Linked DNA regions of Zea mays: region 2 is linked to region 1. The links are chromatin contacts, called in public Hi-C maps. All regions are on one chromosome and are shown on one strand. Each heading gives the region's core, a stretch centred on a gene start, on an enhancer-like site or on the middle of the called end of the contact. The rest is flanking DNA. Distances are from core to core; before and after follow the strand shown.

Region 1 (2,700 bases), core at 133-2,632:
CCGGTGCAACGGCGGCTTGACCTTACAAATCAGTGTTGTATGACTAATATAAAACTCTCTCTCTCTAAAGTAGCATAGTTCACCATGCAAGTTTTGTGTATTCATGGCAACATATCTGAAAGATTTAAGATTACTTCTACCTTGATTTTGTAGATATGAAATGTTGTTGTCATTGCACGAATCATTAATGACTTGATTTTGCTCTCTATATGCTATCTTAGAAGTTTCAGAGTTCATTGTTTGTCCGCAATTCGAAATTTACTGTTAGCTATTGTTCTTGAACATTCCTTGATTTTATTTCTTGAATATGCACCTGATTCATCTAATGGAGTCATGGAACCACAGTTTGTGCAACTATTTTGGATGACCGATTTTATTTCTTGTGTCGAACATTTGGCAATTAAGAAATAGAAGATTACTTCCCCAATATCCCTTCTTCCTAATCTCACCATTCACGTTCTTCTGGGGAACAATCACTTGCTATTACTGACTGACATGTCCACTCCTCATATGTCAGATATTGGTGTTGATATATATGTTGTTTGTTTCCATGTAATTGTTGTGCACTAACATTATCGAATAAATTGTACACCGTCGCAACGCACGGGCACTCAACTAGTTATAACTGAAATGCCGTGGAGAGAAACGGTGTTCTCTAACTCTAATCGAGTATAGTAATTATATATAACACAAAACACAAATAGCGTTTGCTGCGGAGTTTTGTTGCCCGATGCCTGTTTTTAATGTTCTCGAATATTTATCGTCCGCCTGTTCATATTTAACCTAAAACACGATAAAAAAAACCCGAAAATGGTATATGATCTATGTTGTGCGATGGCAGCCTCCACTGCAGCGACCTTGGCTCTGCTATCTCGTGACACTAGATAATTACTAAAAAGCATAATAGAATTAGATTGGTCGTTGTAACGGAATCCTGGCCCATTGTTACATGGGCCCTGCCAGAGAATTTGGCCGACGCGAAGCACGTTTTCGCTTCAGCAAAACCAGTATCATGGCTCCATCAGTCGCTTTCAGCTTCCGTAGCACTCTGGACGTGACGTGAGGCGAGAGATTCTCGCGACGTGGTGTGGTGGATGGATTCTAGAATCCGGTTCCGCGCCGATGGATTCCGTATTTCCGTGGCAGCCAAGTGAAGCAAAGGTCAGCTACTCCCGTCCCGCGTGGTATGTAAAAAACGTAGCAGCAGTATCTTGGAACTCAAGTTTCCGTCTGCTCGAAGACGAACGTAAACGGAAAGCGGAAGCCGACGGAATCCGTCGCACGCCGTGACGCTGACGCACGCCGGCACGCCGCACGCGCTAATGGACCCGGCCCCCCTGTACAAGTGGGCCTCGATATATATCACTGGGTGCTCTTCACTTGGGTTTAATCCAACAATCCAAACCACCCACACCACACCACCCTGCTCTTCACGAGCTCCTCCACTCTGTTCTTCCCCGCCGCTCCACTGCGCCCTTCCTCCCGCCGGGATCCTAAACCCTAGCCCCTAGGGAGCGGGAGAGGCTGCTGCTGCTGCTGCTACCGCGGCGGCGCCGGAGGGGATGGGCACCGGGGGAGACGGGAGCAAGGCGGGCCCGGCGCTGCCGCTCGAGGCGCTGCTGGCGCTCGGCCTCGACCAGCGCACCGCCGAGAACGCGCTCGTCAACGCCAAGGTCACCGCCAACCTCGCCTCCGTCATAGCCGAGGTGAGCCCTCGCCGTCCGCTCGCGTCTCGCCGCACTGGGTGTCTCTGATTTTGGTCGCGTCTCGGCGGGTCTAGCGTTGGTGCGGAGTTCTGGAGAGGGGGTCTGATTTTGGTTATGCTAACCTGTGCCACATGGTGTAGAGAAATCTGCCGTTGTAATTCCGGATGCAGAGTATCTGCCCAAGTGTTTGATGCGCCCTGTAAATGGTATACGATGCCAGGATCCGTGCTGGCTGCTGCACAATCTAGTTCCTCCCAACTCCGACCGTTACTAGATCGTACAGTAGCGTAGCGTGCAATTTTGGTTCCTCGTTCTGCAAGCCTGCTGCCTAGTTCACACGTTCTATTGCAGCTCCATTTTGTCCGTGCTCGCTTAATTTCGTCACTGCGACATCTGATATCGGCTTCATGCTTGCTCAGAAGTCACATAGGAATTCAGACATTATATATCTAGTTTTTTTACTGTTCCCTTATCCACTGACTTATCCTAGCTTAAGCCTCGCTGTGATCAAATTACTATTTTAACATTTTGTTGCACTGACAATCTCTTCAAAATGTACCGCCTCCTCCCGTTAGATTAACTGGTCTTGTTTGCCTGCCGACAGGCTGGTATAAAGGAATGCGACAAGTCAGTCGGCAATCTTCTGTATGCAGTAAGCACCTAGACCAATGGAACATGAGAAAGGTATAAGTTGACGATTTTTTCTTGTGTAACTCAACTTACTCATGTGTGAAACAGGTCGCCACCAAGTACCCAACTAATGCACTTGTTCACCGTCCTGTCCTTATTAGCTATGTCTTGTCAACAAAGGTAGATCCTTAACCCTTTACCCCTCTCCATTCTTGACTTCTACGAGTTGATTTTGCTGGTGCGGACAAAGTGTTTTCCTTGTTTCACCTTCTCATTGCCTTGATGGTGTGAACATTAAAATTTTCTCTTTGCAGATAAAGAACCCCGCACAGCTAGATGCTGCTCTGTCATTTCTTACTAATAC
Region 2 (2,700 bases), core at 79-2,578, 860 kb after region 1:
CAGGTTTTTCATTCTTTTTACCTTGGATTTTTGAGAGGCGCGCACATCAACCAGGGTGCCAAAGCTAGGTTTATAAAATCAAGAAAGAAAAAACATCGGGTCGAAGACCCGCGGTGAAAGCGGATTTTTTTTTAATCGGCGATTAAAGGCGGCGATCCGTCATGCACGCACATCCCCGCGTCGCCACGCCGGCCGCGCGCATTGGTGGAAAGAAAACTGCCCAGGCTCAACCTTGCTGCTTTTTTACTGACAGATACTGTAGACCGCTCGTCGGTTGGACTCGATTTGAACCAGGGCTTCCATGGTGCTGACTGCTGAGTTTTGAGCCTCAAACCAGAGCATCAGCCGCCGCATGTTCTAAAACTGTATTCGTTTTTCTTCCAAAACCAAGAGTGCTCGAATGAAATTCAATTTTTATTTTTACCTTGGCCTGTCAGAAGCTACTATGGGGCGTGTTCGGTTGGCTGCAAGCCGACACTGTTGCAGCTGTTTGGACTGCTGCAGCTGCAATCTATAGAGAGAAAAATACTGTAGAAGCCGCAGCCGCAGCCGGATTGCAGCCGCAGCAAGCCGCAGCGAACAAGCTAATGAACTTGGGTCACAGACGACACACAAGATTATAAAACGGATGTCCTGTTTTTTTTATTCGTTAGTAGCTCTGGCGCACACACACACACGTGTGATATATATTTATTAGGACTACATCAAATCAAATGCAAGCACGGTTCGCGGGGCCTCGCGCGCGAATATGCAAACGAATTCCATTATGAGGTCGCGGGTCCTTTCTTGTACACCCCATGATTCAGTGCTTGTTTCGGCGGTTAGTTCCTGGCCCCTCCAGTAATTGGGAACATCCTTATATAGTCTTTGTGGCAATGGCGCACACTAAGGCCATGGTTACATCTATGATTCTAACCGGGAACCCATTGGCACAGCAATGCCTTTGCGAGGAATCATGATCTAGGTTTTTCTTTCTTTTTGGTGAGCGTTCAACTAATATATTCTGGTAAAAAGAAATTCTAGAGAGAACTAATACACACAAAAAATACATTTCTTTCACACCAATAAGTGAGCCTAATGATTGTAGCCGTCGTCTCCAGAATCGTCGACTAAAAAAGCACCAGACATTTATGTTTGAATCTAACCAGAAAACGAACTGGCAGCCATTTATTGTTTTTCTTTTTTTTTTTGGTCCAACTGAGTAAGTATGCTGTACTTGGCAATGATGAGGTATTGGTACTAGAAAGTAGAAATACGGATACGGCGTACCCTACGTGTGGTCGGCCGAGCATCCAGCCCGGACCCTTTCAGGAGGAAAGTTGCAGGCTATCAGCTTGACAGCTGCAAGCCAACCCACTATTCAACACTGCTCCACATGGCGCTTGCCAAGACCACGCTTTCTCTCAAATCAAAACTCCAAAAGAGATCCTCCATGTTCTTCTTTCCTGTGACGAGAGGAGGCCAGGGATACCCCCATGCTTTGCCGAACATAAGAAAATGGAAAAGCTGGCCAAAGCTACAAAAGCTAGGGCTTGTCCTATCCCACTACCAACCACTTACTACCTGGGTCTGACGTGTCATGGCCTGGATATGCACGCCTTTTGTGTTCTCTAGACTATTCTAATAAACCAATAATCCACCCCCAACCCCAACCCCCCCCCCCCCCCCCCCCCCCCCCCCCCCCCCCCCCCCCCCCCCCCCCCCCCCCCCCCCCCCCCCCCCCCCCCCCCCCCCCCCCCCCCCCCCCCCCCCCCCCCCCCCCCCCCCCCCCCCCCCCCCCCCCCCCCCCCCCCCCCCCCCCCCCCCCCCCCCCCCCCCCCCCCCCCCCCCCCCCCCCCCCCCCCCCCCCCCCCCCCCCCCCCCCCCCCCCCCCCCCCCCCCCCCCCCCCCCCCCACCCCCAAGCCAGATGATCTTAGCAAGTGGGGCCCAGCTGTTGAACGTCCAACCTAACCCAGCTTTTGCACGGTAGTATTATTCTTAAATTTTCTAACACATCGCCAATCCTTCCTTTTACTAGGCAATCAGGCTTCTAAACAATAGCACCAAAACCAGACTTTTCCTCCACTTGATATAATGGTGGTGGCCATATCGAATGCTTTGGGGTTTTTTTAATTAGGGTAATCAGAGAGCACTAAGCATATTTAAGGCATAAATCAGCTAGGAAAAGCACCAGGCCTGGCAGACAACGAAATGGAACGGAGGGGAGCCAGGAAGACCTACCGTGCAGGCCACTAACACAAGAGAAAAAGGAGCGGAGGCGAACAAATTCCGGGACACCCCTGGCTCAGTGGAAGTGGATGCTGTCTGAATTGACTGCTGCTGCAGTCACAATGTGACAAAACATAGTCGGCAAATCATTACAGAAACCTCTGCATGGTAGTGAAATTCTATAATTCAGTATCAGACAGATTAGACAGAAATTGGTTGTGTGTGTGTGTGTGTGTTTTTCCGCCACAAAGTTTACTGGGCCTTAATTAAAAGGGAATAAGCAGTTCGCCGAATAATACAAGGCTCACGATACCCCCCTGAAGTGATTGCTGCTGACACACAGATGTCCGGTTCAGCGACAAAAAAGGGAGATGTCCCCATCCTTTGAGGCATATGGGATCGGTGTCAGATCCTGTGACAGGATGTATTTTGATCAACATATGTTACGTAGATGATGAAGTGAAAAGGACAGCGAAAGTCATCTCTGGCTG

What was found. A called contact is a pair of places that touch in the nucleus more often than the background predicts.
Region 2: a Hi-C map of tassel shows a contact between it and region 1, with 2.2 times the contacts expected there. The contact joins the enhancer-like site here to the promoter of LOC100285944 in region 1. A contact is called at or near these places in 2 of 25 Hi-C or Micro-C datasets (ear and tassel).

Annotation. Positions count from the first base shown.
Region 1 is chr8:22,400,923-22,403,622 of Zm-B73-REFERENCE-NAM-5.0, forward strand. It overlaps LOC100285944 (glutaminyl-tRNA synthetase), which reads left to right and starts at 1,383. Exons shown (of 22, transcript NM_001158833.2): 1 at 1,383-1,706; 2 at 2,311-2,358; 3 at 2,445-2,516; 4 at 2,651-2,700. The coding sequence starts at 1,563. LOC100856985 reads left to right here. Exons shown (of 9, transcript XM_035961636.1): 9 at 1-208.
Region 2 is chr8:23,260,168-23,262,867 of Zm-B73-REFERENCE-NAM-5.0, forward strand. It overlaps LOC100274262, which reads right to left. Exons shown (of 11, transcript NM_001148626.1): 11 at 2,270-2,621. The coding sequence ends at 2,620. Among protein-coding and RNA genes, the nearest start is that of LOC103634943, 3.5 kb to the left of the region's middle. Within about 2 kb of position 1,329, at least 17 of the 20 cell types and tissues checked have an H3K27ac peak or open chromatin away from gene starts, as enhancers often do. A contact at or near this core is called in ear and tassel, where this site is marked.